6 separate regions of the Mus musculus genome follow, and regions 1, 2, 3, 4 and 6 are each linked to region 5. The links are chromatin contacts, called in public promoter capture Hi-C maps. All regions are on one chromosome and are shown on one strand. The core of a region is the stretch at or near the end of the contact, and the rest is flanking DNA. Distances in the headings are between cores, read along the strand shown.

Region 1 (4,438 bases), core at 1,724-4,223, 680 kb after region 5:
AACCATATCTCCTGTTACCCAGGCAGCCTCCTATGCTGTAACATAGCTTGATTTTGAATTTCGGCAGTGCTAGAATAAGAGACGCAAGCCACCATGCCCTGTTTATACAGTGCTGAGGATGGAACCCAGGGCTCAGTGTGTGTTCAGCAAGCACACTACCAACGAGTCACAGCCACAGCCCCTGTCAAAAGTCTGTACTGAGCCGGGCGGTGGTGGCGCACGCCTTTAATCCCAGCACTTGGGAGGCAGAGACAGGTGGATTTCTGAGTTCGAGGCCAGCCTGGTCTACAAAGTGAGTTCCAGGACGTCCAGGGCTACACAGAGAAACCCTGTCTCAAAAAACAAAAACAAACAAACAAAAAAAGTCTGTACTGCGCATAGACACATGACTTACCTAATATTTTTTCTCCTTTACTCAACAGTTGGATTTTAATAGTTTATTCCTTCCTGATATGAACAAAGTTTACTTGCCTGGAGTAAACCAGCGCTGAAGGCTTAATTGTTTTGTATCATTTGTATCTTTCTTTACCGACTTTAGGTCCTACACAGTTTCCCGTCAAGTTTCACAGCAATGCTATAGCCTCCTCATAAACAACCAAGTAGTGGCCCCTCTCCTTTCTTAATTATTTTTTAAATGTTTGGCAGATTTCACTGTGAAGCCAGCTGGCCTGGAAAAGGACTTTAAGCTACACTCAGTTTCTCAGGACTACTCAACTCTTCCAGTCCTCGTGTCTTGACTGTTCATTTGAAAACCTAGGAAATTTCTTCTCAATTTTTAAATACACCAATATAATGTGGCTGGCTCCCTAGAGCATCCTCAGGACATCTCAGTTTGGCTAAACTAAACTCCTTTTCTTTCCCTGACACTAGCGTTAAGGTTGGATAAGAAATGTTCCCCACAGACTCGTTGTTTGAACATCTGGTGCCAGACTGGTGACCCTGTTTGGGAAGGTTGGGGAACCTTTAGGAGGTGGAGCCTGGTGGGTCACCGGGATCGGACATTGAGGTTTATAGTCAGGCCACACTTCCTGTTCATTCTGTCTCCTGACTATAAATATAATGTGACCAGCAGCCTCCTGTCTCCTTCCCACTAAGAGAATAAACCCCTAACCTGCACAAGGAATAAACCCTTCTCCCTGAAACTGCTTATCCTGGGGCATTTTGATCAAAAGGATAAAAAAGATAACTTAAACTACTACCTTCTCTCTCTCTCTTCCTTCCTCCCTCCCTCCCCCCTCTCTCTCCCCCTGCCCTCTTTCTCCTCTTTCTTATGAGAGTTATGATCAAATATCCTGCAATAGAACATTATACAAATCTGAGCTTTCATGGCGTTTTGATAACTTTGTTTCAGTATTATTTATAATCCCTGTATTTTTGTGACTTTTACTTATTTTTAAATTTGGTTTTGTTTCTTGGGACAGGGTCTCATGTAGCAATGGCTGCCTTGACCTCTTGGCCCCCTGCTTCCAAGCAGCCCCATCCTGAGTTCTTTCCACACCTTTTTAAAAGCCTCCAAAAAGGCCCGTAGCAAGTTCTGCAAGAACCAAGAATTTTATTTCTCTGAGGCCCCAAAGTATGGCACCCCTGCCCTTGGGCCACACTGACCTGGGATCACCAGGAGATCTTGCCAACTGCCAACCAGGGCCTTGACCTCACCTTCAGCTGGTGACTCTCCAAGAGAAAGCCAAGTAAAAACCAGGTAAAGCCTTTGTCCCCAAAGAAGGCTCCAAACCCCAGCCCCTAGCATAGACAATTCATTGGTGCTGGTGGCCTTGAAGGGTCTTGGAGAACACAGCTTGTCTTTCTGGGGTGCTGTCAAAACAACACATCCATCAGAACTGTCCTTAGCCAGCACATAAACCATCCTACGGGGAGAGAAATCACAGGGAAGTCGGAACATGAAGAATAGAAGCCAGAAAGAATGGACTTCTAGACCCTGAGTGAAAGCGCACAGCCCTTCAAAGCTTTCCCTGAGCCGCGTCCTGTGGCACTGGAGCAGATGCTCAGCTCTACATAATAGAACACCACACTGAACGGAGCAGACACACTGCATAACGCTGTCAGTCCCCACACGTAGAAGGCCCTGATCTAAAAGCGGCCAATAGCTGTTGAATCTGGGGGAGGAGAGCCTGCATAAAAACTGGTGTCTCCCAGTCTTGCCACTGAACAGATGAGGGAAACTAAGTCCAGAGAGTTTCTGGAAAGCGAAAGAGATCTTTAAACTGAGAACTGGGGCTCGGTGGTTAAACATTTGCTGCACGGGTTTGTTGGCCCAATTTCAACACACACACACACACACACACACCACGAAGAAAACAGAAATCTCTGAGCTGGGCCGGGTGGGGGCGTGGGGAGGGCCTGTAGGCGCCCTTCCTGCAGGGAGCAGCAGGGTTCTCGGTTCCCGGGACTCCGTGCCTTTGTGTCGCCGCCCTCCAGCACGCGGACACGGACACGGGAAGCGGAAACGCTATTGCGTTTCTCCCCCACGTCAGCGGCGAGCCTCCCACGACCTGCTGCGGCACCCCAGCCAGCCCCCTGTCTCCGCGCAGGTTAAGTCGTGGCAGCCTTTGCAACCACAGGCCCCTGCACGGCCGCCAGCTCCACGCGCGCCCGCCGCCAGCCCCCGCGCGCCCTCTGACCCTGCGGGGCCTCACCACCCACGCCCCCTCCTGCTCTCCACGCGCGCCCCCGATGCACGGCTTTTCCCCTGTCTGTCTCGCGCGGGCGAAATCACCTGGATCGCAGTGTGCAGAGCTGGGCGAGCGGGAGAGAAGGCGTCCCTGCACCCCGCCGCGCTGAGCCGCGGCCCGGGAGGGACTCGCGAGCACAGCGCGGGTCAGAGGCCGCGGGGGTGAGCGCCTGGCCTGAGATGTTGTGCCCGGGTTCCCGAACGCAGGATTGGCCAGGGCTCTGTACATTTACTGGAGCCGAATCATTACACAGGGTCCCACCAGAACCTCAGGCTCCAGGATTCTTCCGGTCCCCAAAGGAATGAGTCTGGGGCGGGGGTGTGTACGGCCTGCCCTGCTACAGGAAGATGACTTAGACCAGTGAAGGGCAGACTAAATAGAGCTGGAGAAATCTCTGCAAAACCGACTTTAAAATCATCTTCACTTCCACCTTCCCCAGCACCAACTAAAACAGCCGGACCAGGAGTGCCAGGTTGCCCAAAATAAAAACACAGGGTGCCAAGTTAATACTTTCTTGGTATCATATGGCCTTTGTTGTTTGGAAGACGTAATATACTTTCTAACAGTTCCTGGGGGTTGGAGAGATGTGGCTCAGTGAGTAAGGGTTTGCTATGCAAGTGTTAGGATCTGAGTTTAATCCCCACACTGAAGTAAAGAGCCAGGCATGGCTGGTGTGCCTGTAGCCCCGTCATTGAAGGTAGAGACTCTATCGAACCCCTAGATCCTGACCAGCTGCCTTAGTCTAAACAGGAAGCCTCCAATTAGAGGCTAATGCAGACCCTGCACCACAAAAATGAGGTGAGGCAAGAGGAAGATGTGGAAGCCTTGCTCTGGCCTCTTCAGGAGAGCACCCAACATGCATACAACATATATGTCTTGTATATTTGTAATAACAGTGTGCCTTGGTACCTGACAAGTCTGGTCACTGTAATAAAGCCCAGGGTTTGGCCCAGAAGGTGCCAAAGTGTTAGCTCTGCTCTGGGACAGTCAGAAGAGGTGGTCCTCTTCTGTGTCAGGTTCTAAATGGCCTGTTACTGTGGGTTCAATGCCATTTAAGTCTAACTCTTTTCTACATGTGCACAGTGCTCATTTGAAGACATAAAATAAAGTCAGGTTTGGCTAATGTAAATCAGAAACATCTGTGTAAGAGAAAATACTCCAGGCTTGTGACCCAGCTATACAGCCAAGACAGGAGGATCCGAAGTTCAAAACCAGGGCTACAGAGTGATTTTGACAAACTGTCTCAAAATGTAAAAGTAAGCATTGGCAGAGGAGACACAGCTCAGTGGTGGAGCCTTGCCTCACATGCAGAACACCCACAATACCAAAGCCCAAAGCAAGACTAAGCAATGAGCTGAAGAACGTGCCGGCGGGGAATATTCCAAGTGGTACTTCTTAGTACACGTGGATTTAAAACAGTTGATGGAAACATCAGAATCCAGTTGCACGTAGACAAGAGACTTGAGTGTGGGAGTGTATTTTGACAAAATTATCTTATATTCTAAGAGACTGGAAGCTTTGCTGGGCTTCTCGGGTGAAGTTAATAATATACATTGAGGTCACTCAAGACTACTTTCTAGTCGGCCTGTTTGTTTAACTTGCCTTTCAGAGAACAATGTAACAATGGGCTTTACTTGTCTTGGGTTTCCCATATAACCAACTTTCACAATCTAAACAAATGCATAGCTGTAAGCTTCAATATGTGCTTCTCCATGCCATGACCCAGTGTCATGTATGTGTGCTCTAAT
Region 2 (3,995 bases), core at 730-3,229, 740 kb after region 5:
TCAACAACAGTAGCCAATACCAAGTCCCTGCAAAGCAGCCAGGTCACCTGACTGCCTGCTGACCTTGAACAGGGTGCTTCTCAGGCTGAGGTCCAGTGGTGCCACCTTCTTCCCTTTGCAGGACTGTCAGACACCTTAGGATGGGTAAAACAGGTCCGCAGAAGTTAGCACCCAGCTTTTTCTGGGCTCTGCTTGATCGGATAGCTACTTGAACTGTAGTGAACTGTGCTGAGTCACTAACCACCGAGAGCTTACATCCCAGCGGTAAAGAGGGAACGTGGTCCTGGGTGGTGGCCCCAGGGGCCCAAGCCCCCTTGAAAGTGTTCGAAGGCATGGGGAACACATTCTGAGAACCCGGCCCTGTGGATGACACGGAGCTTCGAGATGACATAGCCGGACGGCTGATCTCAATCACTCTCCTCCCTGTGGGGAGACGCTCAGCCAGTCTGCAGTAGAGTTCATCGATGCCTGGCTCCCGCCAGGAGCAAGCGTGCAGCCAAGTGACCGCGGAGGCGCTGAGGTGCACATCGGTTCTGGAGCCCAGGTTCCCGCCACAGCGCTTCCTCTGCCTGCTTCTCACCCTCCAGGGACCACCCAGCTGCCACAGCTGCGAGAGGCCTATGGAGGGCTCGCCCTTTTGTCCAAACCCCATGGCAAGATGGGATTTGGAGGGGACCGGGACACGCGAAGAGGGGGTCACCGAGGTAGAGCGCAAGGGGCCGAGCGTATCTGGGCCCTGTCCGCTTTTCGAGTTGCGAGTTGCGGGTCCTGCTGAGCCTTGACTTCCTTTTACAGTCCCCACAGGAGACCTCCAGGGGCCTCGGAGGCCTGGCAGTAGTCTAAACACAGCGATTTGTTTTTTATCTGTCTATCCATCTGTCTGCCTATAGTTCAGTTGAGCTTTCCCATCTTTCTTCCCATGGGCTTTTAGCAATAAGCGAGGTGAGGCTGTCCAGTCGAAAGCTTGCAACAGAAGCATTAAGCAGGAATGTGTCCTTGACCCTCTGAGCCAGGGGAGACGAAGGCCAAGCTCTAAAGCCTCAAACTCGAGGGCTCCCGGTAGGGCCCTGGCCTCTCGCTCTGGTCCTTGGTCGGGGTCAGGGCGCGCCCTGGGGTGTCCAGCCCGGGACAGATAGAACCAGTGCTGACGCTTCTGTCAACTGTTGGAGGCCTAGGCCAAGCCAAAAAGGTCTGGAGTATAGAGTGAGGCCTGGCCCGGGGAAAGTTCCCCTGGTAGTTCCGAGGTGTGGACCCGGCTGAGAACAGGCGATGAAAGTTAAAAGGACTGTGGTTTCAAAGAAGGCCAATCTGGACGCTAGGATGCTGAGCGCGTGAGTGCCCAACCTCTGCAGGTGAACTGAGGCAGGGGCATCAGCATCCCAGGCCTGGGGACGCAGTCCCAGGCAGGCGCGCACCCGCATGCACGCACATGCACACGGCGTCACCGACATACGCCTGCACCCACTGTCTGTGCCTCGCGAGGCCTGCTGCCCCGGTGCACGACAGCCGGCGACCGCGCGCTCCTCCAGCCCCGGGCGCTCTGCAGAGCCCCCGCCCGGCCGCGCGGCGCTCGCTCCGGCTCTTTGTTATGTTAATTCCCTTCCCAGCTGGTGCCAGCTGCCTGCACAATGGGCGCCCGGAGCCCCGCCAGCCCTCGCCAGCCCGTGAGTGGGGGCGGGGAGGACCGTGCACCCTATGTGGATGGGGCGGGCTAGTCCCGCTGAGTGAACGCTGCGGGGCGAGCAGCACCTCCCCCCATGCCGGCGAAACCGCGCTTCTGAGGCCTGCGGAGCGAGCTCTGATGCTTTCCAGTCGCCGGGACTGCCTGCCCTCTAGGTGCCAGGGCTGGATGGAAAGTAAAAGGCTTCTGGGCGGCTCCAGACCCGTGAGGATGAAAGAGGACAGCCGCTTCCAGACCACACAGCTAATCCCGCCATAAACCTCGAGTAAATACCGGGAGAGAAGGAGCAGGCCCGCTACAGATGTGGAGTGCAGCCTCCGGGGATCCCCAAATTAAAACCCGGGCAGGAGAGGCACTTGGACCACCACCAAATGACACTAATTGGGTTATGGGACCATAATCTTAGCTGGTAAGAAAAAAATCCAGTTACAGTCACAGCTGCAAGGACTGTCTTCATAAAGCTGCAGAGGGAACGCGGGCTTTTTTTTATTACGCATAAACATGAGGAAGAGGCTCAGGGTCCCCGCCTGCATGGTGCGGAGAGGCGAAGGACTTTTGTGCCGGGAGCAGCAGCGCTACATGCCTGGCTGGCTCCGGGTGTGCAGGGCTAATGGGCTGGGAGTGGATGGGGTAATGTATTGAGCTGGGGAGCAAATCTGCCTGCAGGAATGTAGTTCCAGGATAGGAGAACAGTCATGGGCAGTGCGAGCGCGTGCAGGCGCGCGCGCACCCTTCCCCCCTCCCCCTACACACTTGGTGGGGAGAACAGATTAAACGATACTAGAATGACTGAGTTAAGCTTAGATCTATAATAACTGGAGTTGTAAGCCGGGCAGTGATGGCGCACGCCTTTAATCCCAGCACTTGGGAGGCAGAGGCAGGCGGATTTCTGAGTTCGAGGCCAGCTTGGTCCACAGAGTGAGTTCTAGGATGGCCAGGGCTACACAGAGAAACCCTGTCTCAAAACAAAACAAAAAAATAGTAGTAGTAGTAGTAGTAATAATAATAATAATAACTGGAATTGTGAATGAATTCTTACAACTTCCATGTCAAGAAACACTCACATGGACAAATGATCGGGGTTGCTTTAGGATTCTTCAGTGACAATTTCCAACAGCGACCCATGCCACCCTCATTGTGTATAGCCATCTTGTCTAAAGCCAGTGAAGGTCAGGCTGCCTGCAGGCTCTTACTGGTTTGAATTATAGCCATGGAAAAATAGATCTTTTTTTCCTTCAGCTGTTGGTTTTTCAAACTGTGAGAAGCAAGAGTTTGGAGCTGGCCAGCCTGGTGTCCCTGGGCAAGCTAAGAGTTTCCTTTATCTGGCATCCTCAATCACTGGCTTCGGTCACCCTTAGGAGCCACACAAGGAAGGAAAAGACAGCAGACCCTCATCTGAGACTCCAGTCACCCTTGGCCCCCAGATGCACATAGCCTCCAGGTGTGCCAAAGTGGCCAAGAGGTAGAAGGTTGACAAGGTGCAACATTTAGTCAGAGGTCTTCCTGAACCACCTATGGGCCTGTAAGGTTACTCCAAGAAACCCACTGGTTCAACAAGCTGGACGATTCCTGGGAGGAATCGTTTCCTTGGCTTGTTGATAGACAGGCATATCTCTAGGACTCTCTGGGAAAACCTGCCACTGACTGACTGGTGTTCTGGCTCCTCCATGACTCTCAGTGGATACAAATTGCAGGTATTCCTAGAGTCTCATTCCTGGGGCTGGTGGTACAGCGGGAGATCTCTCTTGATTCTGAGACGTCCCAGGGTTACCGTGATGTAGCACTGGAGACTCCAGCATTAAACTCCGGTGGTTGCTTTCCCAGTTCCCTCCAGTTACAGGGCCTCTGTTTTTTTGCTCTCAAGCCCTACCAATCATCAAGCCCCAAGAGAGGTATGCCTCACCTAGGGAAAATTATTCAGCTGAGAAACAAAGAGGTGAAATGTGATTTTTTGAATGGCATACCACTATCCTGAAGTCATCAGTTGGGCTGAGTTTAAAGATGACACGCCCAAAAAAGGATGAGACTCTGAAATAAGGAACACCAACCATATGATCTGCTATCAAAACTTCCCTCTTAGAAGTGGAAACCATGGTGTTGTGGTGTAGCTCAATTGGCAGAGTGCTTGCCTGGCATGTGTAAACCCCTGGGTTTGGTCCCGGCATGATATAAACCATAACCAGGTGTAGCAGTACATGTCTGTAATTCCAGGAGACGTAGAGATGGGAGGATCAGAAGTTCAAGGCCATTCTCAGGTACACACTGAGTTCCAGTCTGGGCCACAATGACTGTCTCAAAAAGAAAAACAAAAATA
Region 3 (4,227 bases), core at 275-2,774, 940 kb after region 5:
ACTTTACAAGAAATCCTTCCACAAAGTTGTTGACAAAATAAAGCATTCTACGTCAACCAGTGAATTTCACTCCCTAATTCCAGCTCTAATAAACAGTACTGAGAAGAATAAGGGTTGAACATGCTGTTCTGAACATCAACGATTACAGGTAGATTTTATTCTCCATCATCTTAGCAAATCATGTCAATGTGTCCCGTACTTAATCTCTAAATTGAAGTAAACATGAAACACACAGCTGAGTTAATTCTGGAGTTTGGTGGCTGGATCCTAAAGAAGCCCCCAGGCGTGTATACTAACAGAGACCAGTCACCTAAGGGAATTACTGTGCGAGGGGGAACACATTAAATGTAGGCAAGTAATGATTCAGCTACAGGTACTCTGTACAGGTCACGCAGGGAAGTTTTGGAAATCCTTTTTTTTGTACTGAGCTCATCTAAAATGGAAAACAAGATGCTGTAAGCATCACACCTGTGTGATACTAACTGCACAATATGCTCCTTAAAAGCAAGGCAAATTCCACTCCACTCCAACTCCATGCTCTCAGAATAAGAGGAAAATACACATCGGTACCACTTACCTTACCCAATTCGAATCAAGCTACTTGTGAAACATTTCTGTTGCCAATCTTCTGGGTGCGTTTGTCATAAATAGGCATTTGCCTCTCCCCGGAAAAAAGCAATTGTGAGGGTCAGATAAGAGGGTTGACCTCACGAAGATGTCCTGGCCCCCCTATACCCGTCAACCGAAGGGGACAGCGTGGTTATCATCGGCCCAGAAAGCCCGACAGGAGCAGCAGGATGAGCGGATCCCACAAGGGCAGCCTCCCGCTGCCGAACAGCACGGCGCTTCTCAATACCTCAGAGCCTCATTCACCTCAGCATCTCGGTATCTCAGCGCCCTAGTACCTGAGCATCTCACTCAGTACCTCAGCGCCTTAGTAACTGAGTCTCCTCAGTGCCTCAGAACCTCAGCGCCTCATTTACCTCAGAGACTCAGCACCTCAGTGTCTAAGTACCTAAGTCTCCTCTGTGCCTCAGAACCTCAGCGCCTCATTATCACCTCAGAGACTGAGCGAGTTGGCGTCTAAGTACCTCAGCGCCTTAGTACCTGAGCATCTCACTCAGTACTTCAGAGCCTTAGTACCTGAGCATCTCACTCAGTACTTCAGAGCCTTAGTGCCTGAGCATCTCACTCGGTACCTCAGCGCCCAAAGTGTGTAGGCCAGTGCTCGCGAGGGCCGCACGCCGCGCCTAGGCCGGTGTCCCGCATTAGCTTCCCTTACAGTCCGGACCCGCAACCCGCACCTCGGCCTCCTGGGCCCTGCGCTCGCTCGCGGGGCGTCTTCTCCGCGCATCGCTTGCCTTCCACTTACCTTCGATCGCCATGATGCGCTCGCCATGGACCGCACCAACCACGCAGGGAGAGCGGGGGTAAGTGCTGGAGCTTGCTCTTCTTAGGCCTCGGGCCAGAGGGGCGGGAACGCCCCGGGGCCAGGCAGCTGGGCCTCCAGGAGCTGGGGCGGGGCGGCGGGGTGGGGTCGAAGCTCCGGAGCAGGCGGCGCAGGAAGCGGAACCTTCCACGGTCGCGCACCGTCGGCACGTGACACCGCCCCGCCCCCGGCCCCTCTAGGCCCCGCCCCTCGCAACAACTATAGTTTGGCCCACAACCTCGACTTAACCCATTCCCATCTACCTTCCCAGGCCCCGCCCCCGAAATATCCACAACCCCGCCTACCACCCTGACCCGCCACGCCCGCCTCTTGCTGGCCACGCCCTCACCTCCCCCAACCCCCTCTCCCCCAGCCAGTGCAGGGTCTCAGGCGGGCGTTCCCAACAGGTGCAGACAGAGCAGAGAGCAGCCTCAGCAGCCAGCCTTCACCAGGCTTCCAGAGCGGCTGGACAAGCGGTCAGGACCACGGACAGGTCTCCGCACCCAGGAGGTGCCAGATTCCCTCTCAGCGAAGATCTATTCAGTTTGGTTTGGTTTGCCTGAACACTCACCTCAGATTTCAGCCAGCCAGTAGAGACAGCTTCGTGGCACAGCAAACCAGAAAGAGGGATCGTGAGGATAGTCTCTGTCTCTCCCTCCTTCCCTCTCTCTCTTCAGCCTCATTTCTAATGTGACCCAACTCCACAGGAGCCTGATGCCTCCTTGGAGGAACGAGTTCCCCATTTGTCTATGCATTGCAAGCACACATTTGAAGCCACACAATTGTAGGTGTTGCACAGACGTCTTGACAAAGGGCCTGAAATGCATGTCATGTACCCATTTTTAAGTTTGCAAGCCCTTGAGCATGTGAACACCCAAAAGCCAACCCCGAGCAAACTAGCTACCTAATCAGCCCCTCTCCACTGTTTATCCCGCTTCGTTTGGGTACTTTAAAGGCCGGATGGAGGAGCCTAGAAGGATAGGGGATTAGTGATTCTTCCTTGTGGAGAAGATGGTCACTCCTAGAACAGGTGGCTATATTAAGGACAGAAACAAAGAAGAAAATATTTTCCACTTATTATGTGAGGTTGGACTGTAATCTAGAGCAGAAACTGCCTTTCATTGCTTTTATATAACTTCTCCCTCAGTCGATTGATGCTCAATAGGCATCGATTCTTTAACATTTTTTTTCTACATTTGCTTATTTATTGGGGCAGGACCTTCGTGTGAAGGTTAAAAGACAGTTTGCAGAAGTTTGTTCTCATCACCATATGACCTCCAGGGATCAAAATCAGGTTGTCAGCCAGGCTTGGTAGCAAACATCTTTACCTTCTGAGACTTTTCCCTGACCCTGTTCTTTAATGTTTTGACTAGTCCAGTGAATATCTGTTGATCTAGGCATCATATAGAGAACTGGCTGCAGGGGTAGAGGAGATGGATCAGTTGATAAAGTGCTTGTTGCACAAGCATGAGAGCTTGAGCTCAATCCACACCTTTTTTTTTTTTTAAGTAGCATGCTTGTTATCCTAACTCTGTAGAACTGAGATAGGCAGATCCTTGAAGTTCATTGTTAAGCCAGTGTAGACTAACTGATGAACTCCAAGATCAATGAAAAAGCCTGTCTCAAAAAATAAAAAATAAAAAAGGGGGATGGGTGAGACTGGAGAAATGTCTCAACCGTGAAGATCACTTGCTGTTTTTGCAGAGGACCTGGGCTCAGCTCCCAGCATCCACATGGGAGCTTACAACTGTTGTAACTCCAATTCTAGGGGATCTGACATCCTCTTCCAGCCTCCATAGACACCGGTCATGCATAAAATAAAATAAATAGGCAAAGAAGAGAGCTAGCCGGGCAGTGGTGGCACACACCTTTAATCTCAGCACTTGGGAGGCAGGGGCAGGCAAATTTCTGAGTTTGAGGCCAGCCTGATCTACAGAGTGAGTTCCAGGACAGCCAGGGCTATACAGAGAAACCTTGTCTCGAAAAAACCGAGAGAGAGAGAGAGAGAGAGAGAGAGAGAGAGAGAGAGAGAGAGACACTGAGGAAAACATTCAGCATGTCTATCTTACAGATACAGATGCATGCATGCACCTATCCATACATGAACGCACACACATGCATAGAAACACACACCAAAAACATATATCTACAAACAGGAATTGTTATTGAAGGATCAAACTAAATGACTGTTCTTATAAAATACCTATAGGTTAGTCTAAAGCGCTCTCTCATTCTCTCTCTCATTCTCTCTCTCATTCTCTCTCTCTCTCTCTCTCTCTCTCTCTCTCTCTCTCTCTTTCTCTCTCGGGGGAATACCATCAATATGCTTGGGATCCAGATACAATAATAAGGTTTTCTCCAGGACACTGTACTTAAAACAGACTTGAACTTCAGGACATGAAATTTGAAACCACAGATCTTGGTTTGTGGTTTCTAGCTGGCTTCAACTGTTGAAACTTACAAGAATTTCATATTGAAAGCCAAACATCTCAGAAATCAGCAGTTACACAGGTATCTGCATAAACCAGGTTAGTTCACAATAGTTTTCTCAGAAAGTGTGTGTGCGCGTGCTTGTGTGTGTGTGCGTATTAAACTTGAGCTTCAAACTTAGGACTTTGGCCAAAGTACTAATAACATTTCCCCTTAAGTTAAAACTCATAATCCACTCTACCAACATTACCTTTTGTAATAATCTGAGATGGGTCTTAGATAATACCATATATATTATTATCTCAACTTCTGCCCAACATTTCATACAACTTCTGAGTTTGCTTAAAGCCTGCAATTGTTTGGATATG
Region 4 (4,227 bases), core at 393-2,892, 760 kb after region 5:
GACATTGGGAATTGCAGAGCATTTTATATAAGGTGCCTCTAAGCTGCTGGAAGACAGAGTCCAACCCTGGACTGCATGGGGTGACCGCTGCAATCCAGAGAACTGCAGTGTTCTGTCCTGGAGAGCCAAATGACTTCCCCACCCACGGTCTCCAGGCGGTCCCAGGCAGAAGCTCAACAGTTTGGCTGGTTCAACCAATGGTGGAGGGAGGGGCTGGGTGGGAAGAACAAAACCCTTCAACGCTCCAAACCTGACAGGTGTCGGGTTTTTTTTTGTTTTGTTTTTTTTTCAGGTCCTTGTGGTGCCCCGGGAAGTGCAATGGCCAGCTGCAGTCCCAGGAGGCTAAGAGTTCTCTGTCGGTGTTGGGGGTTGGGAATGCAGGTGTGTGTGTGTGGGGGGGGGGACGGACACGACTAAGGAGGTCAGAGGTTTCCCACTGGGAGCTTTGGGGTTAGCATTCTCAGTCCAGGCCCTAGGAGGGGTACAGGGGTGTGACGGGTCCCTTATCCAGGGTCTCAAACAGACGCACCCTGGAGACTGGTATCACTGCCCTTAAGCCCTTTTCTGGACCGAGGGCACCGTCCGGCTAGCCGCTGGCCGCAGGGAAAAGTAAACAGCCCAAGTGTCTGGGAACAAAGGCAAGTTGTCTTCCAAGGTGCTGGAGCCCAGTGCCTCTCCTGAAGAATAAGGGCTATCATTATTCGCTCTTTCTAAAAACCAAGTTTCCTTCTATGGGAAATACACGCCAAGGTGGGATTCCAAGGCTATGACTCACAGCGGCTGGCGGGGCCACACTCCAGCCCGCAGCTGCCCTGGTCCTTCGCCGAGCTGCTGCCGCCCGCGCGGTACGCGCCGCTGGAGCTAGGGGTGGACCTTGGTGCCCCGCTCCTGCGGCCCGGCACTCGGGAAAGTTGCGGGGCCGAGGAGACTGCTAGAGGCGGGGGCGTGGGCCTGGCAGCCCGCGGGGAGGTGAGCCGAGGACAGCGCCGCCCGCAGCCAGGAGCAGGGGCGGGCGCGGAGGTGGCGGGGGACACAAGGTGTCAGCTCCGGCAGCGGCGCCTTGTTCCGCGGAACGCGCATCCCTGCGCCCCGCAGGCCCTCCTCCCTACCCTCTTGGCCCCAGGCCGACCCTCCTGCTACCCGGGGAAACCCGACTCGCCGCCACGGGGTCTTCGCCCACCGCCCGGGTCGCCTCGTGCGCGCCGCAGCTCCCGGGAAGGGCGCGCGACCCCGGAGAGCGCGCGCCGCCCCCGCGCCCCGCTGTGTCCAGCTGCGCCCTAGCCCCACGCGCGACCCTCCCCGCCCCCGCGCGCCCTGGGGTCACGGCTCTTACCGCGCGCCCCGCGCTCCAGCCGCCGCCGTCCTCCGCGCGGCCGCCGCTGCCCACGCGCCTCCCGGGCCCAGTCGGCGTGGCCGGGTACGCGGCGGCCGAGGTCCCCGCAGGTCCCGCCGCCGCCGCCGCAGACGGTTATGGAAATGAGCCGATGTGTCTGGCGAGGAGCGCGAGAAACCCGTCAATCCTGTTTGCCATTTCCCCGCGGATTTCCGAGCCTGGCTCTGCTGGATGCCCCCGGGGCGAGAGGGAACCTGACAAGCGCGCTCCCCGCCTCCCTCCGCTCTGCCAGATCGCGGGGCGCCGCGCCCCCGCCCGCCCTGCCTCCGCCCCCGCTCCGCCTCCGCCCTCGGGGCCGCGCGGGCCGCTCCCGCCCGCAGCCCGGACCCCACGCGCGCAGCCCGCGGGAGGCAGGGGCTGCAACGCACGAAGCGTTCATCGCAACCTGCCCAGACGTCTTGTCTATTTTTTAGATTTTGCTTTAGTTTTCTTATTGTGTGTGCGTGTGATTTGAAAAAAAAAATCTGTGCCTTTCCCACCCCTTACTAAAGACTTTCTTCCCCTCTGTACAGCACACGGAGATGAGAAACAGATGTCAGAGCTGGACTGAGCCTTTGCGCTCCCCCGCCCGCTCGATCCCTTCCCCAGCAGCCTGGGTGTAACAAGGCAGCACTCATCCTGCGGCCACGTGAACTGGCAGCTACTGGGTGCGGATCCCCGTGGGGGAAACCTACAAGAAAAACAAACAGACAAACAAACAAAAACTAATAAAGAAGCTTGCCCTTGGTGGAAAGGCTGTGACAGGAGCTCAAGTCATTTTATTTTATAAATAGTGATTTCCCCCCCCTCTTCTTGTAGTGGATTCTATTGGAGTTAGTTTTTGTGTGGATTTTTATTGTTTTGTTTTTGAGACTGGGTCTCACTGTGTAGACCAGGCTGGACTTGAACTTTTAGAGATCCGTATGTCTCTGTCTACCAAGTGCCACCAAGCATGGCTGGGTTTTTCTTTAAAAGCAAAACAAACAAACCGCAAACACATTGATTCATAACTGCTGTCTGGGTCCCTCTGTCATGAAGAGGTCACTTCTGGTGCAAAGAAGGAAGAGGTTTAGAGAGGTAGACCGTAACAAAGCGCGGGTGGGGGAAGGGAGGCACCTGTGCAAAGTGTTAAGAACTGCTACTATGCCAGATGCGCTGAATGTGACACAGTTCTTTATAGCAGTGATCCTCCCGCCTGCAAGATCCAGGCCTCTGACTGCCTGGTCGCTGCGAATCCAGGAGGCGCACAGACTGCAAACCAGGGGGAGAGGATCAGCGCCTGCAGATTGAGCTCCATCTGATTTGCATGTTTATTTCCTAGAATTGTAATTAAATTTGTGTAATAAATGTTTTCCATTTCATTTGTACACTCAAAATTTGGGTGACTGACATGCAGCTAAGTGAATTTCCTTTTTTTTATTTTATGAAGTAAATGTGCCTTATTCAATAAAGTAGCAAATATTAACCATCGTCAGGACTAATCTATTTAGAAAGTGTTTCTATTGAACTCTGTGCATCAAAGACACAAAAATTCTTAGGGTATCAGGACACCAAGAGAACAATGCTGAAAACAGGAGGCCGTGGCCAGCATATTTCAGTTTTTCCAAAAGACAGTCCAGGGTTGCACGCCTGAGATTGGGCTTTCTTGGGTTCATTCCAAACCATGTTAAATTGCCCTGACTCATGCCAAGATGGGCATTAGATGATGATTTCGGAATTTTCGAGATAATTTTTTTCTTCAGTCCATGAGAGTCCCACGTCCAGGTTGAGGGTAGAGTCTACTCTTCACTGGAGGGAGGAGGCACAACTGCTTTAAAGCAGTGCAGTTTGGGGAATCCAAATTCTAACCTAAAACTGTTTATCCTGTAGCTCAAATAAAGAACTAAATGTGGGGCTCGGAGGCATGGCTTATTATTGTTTTTATCTCCCCATATTAAAGTTTCATAGCATTTAAAGGGCTATGGGGAATCCACACACACACTTAGCTGTGTCAAAATACATAAAACCAAAAGGAGCAAATTAAGCATAAAATTGAGAAATAACATGAGACTAAGATCCAGCACAAGCTGCTTTTGCTTCTTTAGAGCTTTATCTCTAAAACCCAGCCTTCTGGGGAAACTCCATAGCACCCTGGGGTGCCTACAAACCAAATTTCTGCATTTAAACCCTGTACCCTTGCAACTATGCATATGAACTTGACCCTGTTTCACTGGCAGCTTTCCTGACTCACTTTTAATGCCAGGGTTACTGTCCCTTAGTGCCCACCTGCTCACAGCTGAACAAGCATGCTACCGCAAAAGGCAGTCACGTGCCTACGGAAAGCGAAACATTATTTAAAAATGTAAGTTGTGGCTATGACATAAGAACCACAAATCAATAGTGAAGTGTTTGGAATGAGTGAATGCGATTTACAAACAACAGCCAACTGAGTACTATGATGTCATCATTTTGGGATATGTGTGAACTTGCAAGAAAAAAATGCTTGGGTATAAAACTTAAAATACGTTGAGCTGCAATTGAAAGCCGCAATTGTTCTTCAGTGTTTACACTGAAGTGCCAGTCTGAGAGTGTCCTGACTGACACAGTACCCAACAGATTCTAGTGCTGGGGCCACACTCCTCTCTCTAGCATGGATTCCCACTGCTCAGAGACGTGTCCCAAGTTCCTACCTCAGAAGTGTGTAAAGTGCCTTCACAGAACTCTGCCACTTCCAGGCAAAGCTGCCCTGGAAGCAGTCTCCCTACTTTCTCATTCACATGTGAGAACTGAACTAGATACTAGATAATGAGGTGTGCAAGAGATGAGCAGGACACCAACCCAGACTTATGAATTCACCAGTACGGTGAGCAGTAGAA
Region 5 (4,265 bases), core at 537-3,036:
ACAGTGTGGCATTGGTTCATACAACGTCAGGGGCAGTTTCCAGCAGAACTTTACCCACATTGCTGGAACAGATGCTCCAGGCACTTAGGGGAATCTGGGTCCTTTTGCTGACCCCTCAGACTAAAGGGGAGGTAGGCAGTTGTGGCTCTCTGAGGAACCAAGCTGACAGTCCTGAAGCAGAAACCTCAGAGTCCCCCGCCTGGCCCAGCAGCAGAGCTCAGGACTGAGTTGACACTAGGTGCTTCCCCTCGACATCTGGGGGATGTGCAAAGCTACCCTGACTCACAAGGGTGTCGTGGGGGACAAAATGAGAGCACATGACATTGAGTGAGGAGCAAATGGACCATAAGGGGCAGCTTCACGTTTAGTGGCTCTTTTTTCTTCAAGGCCCCCCTCAGGAAAGTGGGGATTGTAACTACATAAGGCTGTTTCTCCCCCTAGTCTAACAGGACTGACTCAGAGGCTTTGGCTCCCCAACTTTGCAAGTCACCCTGAGATACCCCAAAAAGGAAAGCTCTTACTCCCAGTGGCTGGGCCCCTATGTCATCCACCCACATCCAGTGGGTTCTCCACTGACGTCGGCCATCCTTGTCCCACACCACCGGCCTTAGCCAGGGACCCTGAGAACGTCACCCTTCTCTGTTGTGGCCCCTTTCCACAGCTAGCCCTACAAGAGACCAGGGAGACTACAGTCCAGAGTCTGGAGACAACCCATTTCCTGAACTCACTACCTTTCCCACCTTCATCTCCCATCCATCTTTCCATCTGTAATTTCTGCCTTTTCTGTTTAAATCAGTTGTCCAAGGTGTCAGGTTTTTATCCAGACTCTCAGTTATGTTAGGATCTCTGGATTGGGGAGGACTCGTTAACCCAGACGTTTGCTGTCTAAAATTATCTCTCACACACCCAGGAAGTTCTATTCTCAGAAATGCTTTAACCAATTTCTTTGCATTTTAAGTATTCCCTAAGACTTTTAAAAAATGTGTATATTCCTGGAAAAGGGAACCGTCCTCTTTGGCCCTAATCTAGTTTTCACACAGCACCTATGCCCGATGTTTATTGCAACAAGCTGGATGCCTTTTTTCACAGGCCATGGAGAGGATTGGGGAGAAGGGAGTCTCTCCTCATTTTACAGACCTTAGCCCACAACTGGACTCCGACGAGCCCCGCGCCTGCCGCAGCGAGATAAACAGAGTTCTCACGAAAGTAAAATAGCCAAATATGGAAAGTCAGCAGACAGAGTGGAGAGGCTGAGGAAGAAAGAAGCCAACCAGAATGGCCCAGAGGGATCCGCAACAAAAGTCCTCAGAACTGTCCTCAGAACTGTAACACCTCACAGTTGGGTGGCAAGGGGGTCAAGCAGTGGTGTGAGGACTGTCTCCGTCCAACCTGCGGTGGGTGCTCACCTCTAGGCGCCCGGGTCTGCTGAAATCTGGAACTCACCTTCTGCAGAGTCGGGTTCTGTTTCCAATCGAGCACGCGCTATAGCACCGGCGCAGGCTCGAGACCCTGGCATTAAGCTCACGTTAACGGGCTGTGCTCACAAGTCTTGCAAAAGTGCCCTCGGCCGGGCGCGGGTGTCCCGCGTCGCCTCAGTTCGCCCGCTACCACACACGCCTCCGGCTCACCACCCTGAGTTGCTTTCGGTTTCTGAGGAGCCGGGACGGTTAGCTCACCCGGACTTCGCCACTTGCGGGGCTCGCGGAGCTCCGCTGGCGCCCTACGGCGGCGGGCACTAGGCTGCTTCGCCTCAGCAGCGGGTTAGGCCAGCTCCAGCGGCGGGCTCCGGGAGGGGCGGGGCTGACGATGGGGGTGTGGTCAGGGTGCCCAAGAGGCAGGGCTGAAGGTGGAGGCGTGGTTATGTCTCCCGAGAGGCAGGGCCGAGGATGGGGGCGTGGTCATGGCGCCCAAGCGGCGGGGCGTGAGGCTTCTGACAGCGGCCAGAAACTCACCTGAGCTGGGCGAAGTATCCCTCTAGATGCTGGGAATCACCCAGACCCTAGAAGCCTAGGCTTCTCTTTCTAGAAACATTAGTATCTTGTGCGCCTTTGAATTGTATATATTTTGCTCTTCAATCAGCCTCCCTCCGACCCCCCAAACCTATTTATTCTTTGAGTAGACACGTTTGCTCAAGATCAGAGATCTGGCTCAAATCACTTCTTCCCTGAACTTGCTGCAGTCCAGTACAAATCTGCCAGTCCTCGTTCTGCTGTTAGCGTAACGTTGACAGTCTCTCTGATGTTCTGTTGTCAAAAGCGTCCCAGTTAGTTCTCCTGGTCTTCAGAGCCACCTGGTGGAGGGTGCCTGAACTATGAGCGTTCTATCTGCGGTCTAGAGAGAACTGAGTGGACCTACCCAAGGCTAGAGCTTGAATTCTTGCCTCCCAAATCCTAGCACAGAGTTGTTACAGTGTATTCGCTCTACAGGTCCACAGTAATTGCAGCCTGTATGAACGAAGTGAACTAGCATCTCAAATCTAACCTCTTCCAAGTCAGACAAACGCGGGAAATACTTAGCTGTCTTGAGCATCAAATGTTCATCACGGAGAGAAGAGAGTACTAGGGCCCTTGCAGTGGACACAGGTATGCATTGGAGCTGGGCAACAGCTGGGAGCGGATGTGGGATCTGGTGGAATAGTCAACAGGATCCCAACACCCAGGTGCAACTCTTTGGTTATCGAGATTAAACCCTCCCGTGGGCATGCTTTGGCCCTCTGGACCAGATTACTCTTGTGAGAACTGAAAGAGACTGAGCCTAAGTCCTCTCCTTCCCTAACCCTCCCAACAATACATCTATTTACCTTACTTTCCACCTTCTTTCACATGACTGCAAGGTGACAGGACCCTATGGATTTAGACACCATAGGAAACAGGCAATATAGACTGGAAAGACCATGTCTGAAATGACTAATGTAGCTATGGTTCTGAAAGAAGCAATCTGTTCTAAATATGAGACCCAAGGTCTTGGTATGATGAAGTCCAAAACTGGGATAGGATAAGTTCTTATTGTGTTCCAAATGGTGGCCACCGGACTCACAGACAGAAGTCTAAATGAGAATAGATAGGACTTTTTTGGTGGGATTGGAGAAGTGTGGTCTCGTACATTTAAATTTTTTTAATTATTTTTTATTTTGCTTGCTTGCATGTCTGTGTACCACGTGTATTCCTGGTGTTTGTGGAGACCAGAAGAGAGACCTGGAGTCACAGACAGTTATTAAGCTTCACATAAATGTTGGGAGTTGAACTCAAGTCCTCTGGAAGAGTAGCCAGTGCTCTTAGTGTTAATATCAGAGTAGTCAGAAGTGAAGGATATGTTCCCAGCTTGTGGTGTTGATCCCAGAGTCAGTCTCTTGTAGCCTAGGCTGGTTCACATTTGCTATGCAGCTGAGGCTCATTCAAACTACTAGCCTTCTTCCCCCATCTCCTGAACACTGTGATTACAGGCGTACACCGTCACATCCAATTTTCTACGTAATCATGTTTTATTTTTCTCATGTACCTTCAAGAAAGTTTATGTTTTGTTTTGCTTTGTTTTGAGACAAGAGAAGATGTCTCTGCAGGTGTCAAATCAGGCATGAAGACAGGGCCAGATTTGAGCATTATTTCAATATTTTGAAAGTATTCATTATTTCCATATACTATTTAATAGTAAACTGATTTACTAGTCCTTAAACTAGAGTCACTTATAAAGAGAAGGATGGCATGATACACAAACTCTTTCTTCAGAAGGAAAGGGCAAATATATGATTCTTCAGGACACTCTACCTACCACCAGTGGTTTAACTGGTTGGTGTGACTGGGCAGTCTGATGAAGAGGGAAGGCTGCCACCTGTTGGTCGAATGCATTATTTCCCTCAGTTTATACAACAAGACTGATGAAGTCATGTGTTAGTTGAGGACAAAAAGCATAATTCCAGGGCAGGTAGGCAGAAGCTGGACAGGGCAAAGGCTGTCCCAGGGCCTGCAGACGCCATTAAGATGAACAAATGTGCTGTGGTGATGGGGAAAGACGGAAGAGCAGAGCACTGTGCGCTATGAGGAGAGGCAGAGCTAGAGCCGAGAAGAGGGAGAGGCTGAGAGAGAGGGCTGAGGTGGATAGTGGGGTCGGTGGGATGATGTGCAGCACCTCACAGCGTAGACAGATGCTGATCCCCCAGCTCCAAACACACTATCAGGCCACGGGATTGTCCTAGCTCTGGGAAATGGCAGAGGCCCAAGATGGGGAACGGTTCACTCTCTGGATTGGACCTCTATGGAGGCACCACC
Region 6 (4,604 bases), core at 240-2,739, 650 kb before region 5:
CCCAGGTTCAAGCTATCTTCAGCTCACTGTTACAATTTTAGGGCTGGGAACATGCCAACTCCATGATAAAGTTCTGCCTTGCATGTATAATGCCCTAGGTTCAACCTCCAGTAGTACAAAAGTAAAAAAAATATAAATAAATGCAAAATAAAAGAATAAAAATAAAAAATTGAAAGATGACTATAATCCTAGAATCACAGACCTGGAAGGAGCCTTGGAGATGGCTCAGTGGCCCCTCCCCCTCTCTGCCACTCATCTTCGTTTCTCCTTGCCTAAGGGAAGCTTGCCCTTGTGAATGGGGCTGACCGGTCAGCTGGGGCACAAAGATCTTGGCATTTACCTGGAACCACACAACAGTGGCAGCCGTATAGATGCTGCCCCCTGGAAGGTAGCTTATCTACCTTACTGGGAACATCAGAGATTCTACCTCATCTTTCCCAGAAGACCTGGGAACACAGAAGCAGGTGGGATCTGATGTGGCAGGTTCCAGCAGGTACCTGCAAGATGTCTTTGCTCATGAGAAGCAGAAACGGTCAATGTCTAGGGGGACTCAGAAACCTCACCAAAGAGGAGGCCAGGGAGGGACTTAAGGCCCAGACAAGCGGCAGGCCTCACTGGGAGGCTGCACTGAAGGCAGGCCTCGAAGGCTGCAACCAACTCCTTGACTGACCACGGGACTGGACCCAGTCACACAGCGTGGCATCCCCAGGCTTTCTCTCCACCACGTAGCTGTCCGGGTGGCTCCTACAGGAAAGAACAAACAAATGATAGCTGTAAAATAATCACACTTTTGAATATCATTCTCTTCCTTGGCAAGGCCTTGTTGATCACCCTGCTTTCTTCCAGATTAGGCAAGGGGAATGGGTACAGAACCCAGGGACTCATCCCATGCCAGCTGTGTCTGAGGCCCAACGTCCCTGGGTGACGATTCTGCTTCAGCACCAGCAGGCACCTCAGGACACCAGCAACCCCAGACCCACACCAGTCATTTCTTAATAGAACCTAACAACACTCAGTAATTACATGTCCACTAAGTGTCAGGTATGCTGATGAGCACTCTGTGTGTTACCTAATGAGTTGGGTGTGTTATTATCCTACCCCATAGACCAGGGCACCACACTGTAAAAGATTAGATCACTGACCCAAGGTTCCCCACCAAATGATGAATTCCACAAGACTACCTGGTTACTGGCACCTCCCAGGGAATTCAGTAATCCTTAACCAGGATGCAAGATGCGCTCAGTGACAGAATGCTTTCCTGGCACGTGAGAGGCCTGGGCTGGATGAGGAGCTAAAAGGCAAAGCAGAGAGGAGTCCGCTCTCTAATTGGAGAACTATCTATGAGGAAGCAGAAAGGATTCATCCTGCAGGCCAGTCAGAGGAGCCAGGGTCATCCACAGTCATTTGAGCCTTCCTCCTCTCTGATTATGTATCCTGCTGTGTGTTCTGAATGGAAACTGTCTAGCTACTCCGTGGGTGTATGCACTGGTTGCTAATTCCGGAAGACTTGTTAATCCTGGGCAGAATCATGACCAAGGCTGGTGAGTCACACGCCCCATGTGGAACACACTGACTGTCAGGATGAACCAGAAGCTGCTCTCTTTGCTCCAAAGGGCCCTTTTCCCTTCTGAGGTCTTCTGGGGAGAAGGATCAAGAAAGATCACAGCAGGCCTCTGGATCCCTTCACTCTGTAAACCCATAGATGCCACAGGTTCTTCTGGTGGCCTCCTGGAGAGGTCAGTCCCTCCCCACAGAATGTCACTGGGTTCCTGGAAGAGGTGGGCAGTACCCACTTGACCTCTCTGGGCAGCCAGGAAACTAGTTAGCATCTAACAAAGGATGCACCTTAGCTTGCCCTCTGAGAGAACTTAGACAGTCAGGTCCCGCAGAGAGAGGAAACACACTGATTTAAAGCCAAACAAAGGTGCAAAAAGGAAGCAGAGTTAAAAGGGAAATGAAGCGGCAATGGAGGTGGCCTGGCCTCCAATAGGACTTCCAAGTCTTTAAAACACACCCCACTGACTCCCATTCACACCGTGGACTACTCTGTTCCTCTGGTTGACCATGTGAGGTAGCTAACATCCTGCTTCAGCCATTTTCAACTGAGAGCTACATAGAGCCAAGGAGAAAAGAGAAAACTCCAACCAGGTCACTGGTAACAACAATTCTGACAAGCATGGGGATGATGTTAAAAGTTCAGTGGGAGATCTCACTCTTCAGATGTAGTGGGTCACCACTGCAGAGCTCCTTTTTCAGAGGGAACAGAAGGGTTAGAGTATGCAAGAGTGTGGTCCAAGGCACACTCAGAGGCCGGCCCTTATCTATGCATAAGAATCTCCTTGGCAACAAAGTTCAAGGATTCAACACCTGAACCAGACAGACAGGTAGCACTGGCCTTCAGAACGCTTGCTAGTGTTTGATGAGCCTCCCCTTGTAAGAAGCCAGCCCACCTTCTGGAGAGGGCCCTCATAACAAGGAAACTGAGGCACACTGGAGTTGCTCTTGAGCAGTGGTATGAACGGCAGATACTTGTTCTCTCATAGGCCTGGAAAAGGAGTCTGGTTAGTTATGTCAACTTGAAACTAGTTAGAGTCATCTGGGAAGAGGAACCTCAACTGGAAAATTCCTCCATCAGATTGCCTGTAGGGTTTTTTTTCTGAATTAATGATTGATGTGGACGAGCCAACTGTGAGCAGTGCCATCCCTGGGCAGATAGTCCTGGGTGGTACAAGAAAGCAACATCCCTCTGTGACTGCCACCTTGAGCTCCTGTCCTGAGTCTCCTCAATGATGGGCTATGATGTGGACGTAGAAGCCAAATAAACCCTTTCCTCTTCAAGTTTCTTCTGCCCGGAATGTTTTAATATAGCAATATAAAGCAAGCTAAGACAAGGTGCCAGCAGATCCAGTTCTTTGAAGGGCTTTCTAATTGGATTATTGGTGGTTAACTTCTTGTAATGCCTTCCTGGGACTGTCCTCACATGCACCCATCAGGAGTGACAGAGCAAGCTCTGGTCTACCTCCATACACAAGTACTAGTCTGATCACTGAAGTACTATATCAGACCCATGTAACCTGTTCTATCATGCTTTAGAATAGAACTTTAATGTCTGTGAATATGTGTATGTGTGTTTCTGTGTGTATGTATTTGAAAAAGGACCCACAGAACCCAGACTAGTCTCAACCCTACTATATATCTGAGAAAGACTTTGAACTCCTGACCCTGCCTCCCAACTACTGGGATTACAGGCATGCACCACCATGCCTCATTCTGAACATGTGTATTTTAGGGCACACAAACATTCATTCCCTAGTGATGAAATAACAGACTTCAGAGAGTCAATTTTTCTGGCCTGTATTCCTTCCTTCAGATCTTATATTCTTGGTTAGTATAGTTTGAACACGCTAGATTACACATTTGCCATATGACTTTTGCTGGGAAGATGGATATCTATTTCCAATAAGATACTCAAAGGCACCAAGGGACTTATGAAGAGATTCTGTTGGGGTCTAACTTGGTGAACCCCTGGTTTATTGGAGTTACTTACAGAAGCATGGTGACTGAAGGGTAGCTATACTAAGGGGTCTCCACATCCCTCAGTCCATTGAGCCTCCCTTCCCCTTCTTCCTCCAGGAGGGAGTGCTAATGGGCCCAATCTCACCAGGGTCTCATGAGCTCATCCCAGCTGCTCTGATTCAAGGTGGCAATGGTCATGCCCAGACCAGAGGGAACAGCTACACAGCAATTTTATGCAAATGAAAGCATTCTAATTGATATATATATATATTAGAATGCTTTCATTTCATATATATATATATGTTGCATAGGTCTCTAAGACCCCTCTATGCCACCATTTTTGATGGTCTGGGTCCATGGGCAGTAACACAGTAAGAATCCCTAGTCAGGAGAAGCAGTTTCAATCAAGGGTTTCAGAGTTGGAACGACATGGTTTAAACATGTTTTTAAGGACTTTCCTACCCAGGACGTTTCCAAACTTGGTTTCCTCCTCTATAGAATGAAGAGGCTGGAGAGATAGTTTAACCAGTAGAGCAGTTGCTGTGGAGACACTAGGACCTCAGTTCAATCCTCAGGAAGTCAGGGCAGGAACTCAAACAAGGCAGGAACCTGAGGGCAGGAGCTGATGCAGAGACCATGGAGGGGTGCTGCTTACTGGCTTGCTCTTCATGGCTTGCTCAGCCTGCTTTCTTAGAGAGCCCAGGACCACCAGCCTAGGGATGGCACCAGCCGCAGTGGACAGGGCTCTTCCCATCAATTGTTACTTAAGAAAATGTCCCATGCTGGATCTTATGGAGACATTTTCTCAACTGAGGCTCTCTCCTTTCAGATAACTCTAGTTTTCACCAAGTAAACACAAAACTAGCCATCACAGCTTCTCTCCACAACTTCCTCTTACCTCCTTGAGATTAAAGGATGTCTTCTTAGCCAGGCATGTTGGTACATGTCATTAATTTCAGCACTCCAGATGCAGAAGCAGGTGGGTCTCTATGAGTTTGAATACATTCACATGCACAGAGTGAGCTCCAAGCCAGCCAGAGCTGCGTAATGAGACCCTGTCTCAAAACAAACAGAAATCGCATCCTTGA

Evidence for each region. Promoter capture Hi-C pulls out the DNA fragments that hold promoters and counts their contacts. Capture Hi-C pulls out chosen DNA fragments and counts their contacts.
Region 1: a promoter capture Hi-C map of adipose tissue shows a contact between it and region 5, with 3 times the contacts expected there. The contact joins the promoter of Hhat here to the promoter of Traf5 in region 5. A contact is called at or near these places in 2 of 39 promoter capture datasets (embryonic stem cells and pre-B cells), 3 of 115 datasets of contacts at active chromatin or transcription factors (astrocytes, bone marrow-derived macrophages and microglia) and 1 of 9 other capture datasets (adipose tissue).
Region 2: a promoter capture Hi-C map of cranial neural crest shows a contact between it and region 5. The contact joins the promoter of A730013G03Rik here to the promoter of Traf5 in region 5. A contact is called at or near these places in 2 of 39 promoter capture datasets (the 3T3-L1 cell line and cranial neural crest).
Region 3: a contact with region 5 is called in a promoter capture Hi-C map of embryonic stem cells, with 13 times the contacts expected there. The contact joins the promoter of Syt14 here to the promoter of Traf5 in region 5. A contact is called at or near these places in 2 of 39 promoter capture datasets (cranial neural crest and embryonic stem cells).
Region 4: a promoter capture Hi-C map of cranial neural crest shows a contact between it and region 5. The contact joins the promoter of Sertad4 here to the promoter of Traf5 in region 5. A contact is called at or near these places in 3 of 39 promoter capture datasets (the 3T3-L1 cell line, cranial neural crest and pre-B cells).
Region 6: a contact with region 5 is called in a promoter capture Hi-C map of embryonic stem cells, with 2.4 times the contacts expected there. The contact joins the enhancer-like site here to the promoter of Traf5 in region 5. A contact is called at or near these places in 3 of 39 promoter capture datasets (embryonic stem cells, hippocampal neurons and pre-B cells), 3 of 115 datasets of contacts at active chromatin or transcription factors (bone marrow-derived macrophages, embryonic forebrain and pancreatic cancer cells) and 1 of 9 other capture datasets (adipose tissue).

Annotation. Positions count from the first base shown.
Region 1 is chr1:192,768,246-192,772,683 of GRCm38.p6, forward strand. It overlaps Hhat (hedgehog acyltransferase), which reads right to left and starts at 2,974. Exons shown (of 12, transcript NM_144881.4): 1 at 2,735-2,974.
Region 2 is chr1:192,833,234-192,837,228 of GRCm38.p6, forward strand. It overlaps A730013G03Rik (RIKEN cDNA A730013G03 gene), which reads right to left and starts at 1,980. Exons shown (of 1, transcript NR_155503.1): 1 at 1-1,980.
Region 3 is chr1:193,034,251-193,038,477 of GRCm38.p6, forward strand. It overlaps Syt14 (synaptotagmin XIV), which reads right to left and starts at 1,525. Exons shown (of 8, transcript NM_181546.3): 1 at 1,373-1,525. The coding sequence starts at 1,385.
Region 4 is chr1:192,854,110-192,858,336 of GRCm38.p6, forward strand. Sertad4 (SERTA domain containing 4) reads right to left here and starts at 1,643. Exons shown (of 4, transcript NM_198247.2): 1 at 1,334-1,643. Gm15867 (predicted gene 15867) reads left to right here and starts at 819. Exons shown (of 2, transcript NR_131748.1): 1 at 819-969; 2 at 1,906-2,747.
Region 5 is chr1:192,090,813-192,095,077 of GRCm38.p6, forward strand. Traf5 (TNF receptor-associated factor 5) reads right to left here and starts at 1,787. Exons shown (of 14, transcript NM_011633.2): 1 at 1,444-1,787.
Region 6 is chr1:191,437,237-191,441,840 of GRCm38.p6, forward strand. Gm32200 (predicted gene, 32200) reads right to left here. Exons shown (of 6, transcript NR_151615.1): 5 at 4,415-4,571; 6 at 1-744. Among named protein-coding and RNA genes, the nearest start is that of Gm31987, 6.8 kb to the left of the region's middle. Within about 2 kb of position 1,490, at least 60 of the 459 cell types and tissues checked have an H3K27ac peak or open chromatin away from gene starts, as enhancers often do. A contact at or near this core is called in bone marrow-derived macrophages and embryonic stem cells, where this site is marked.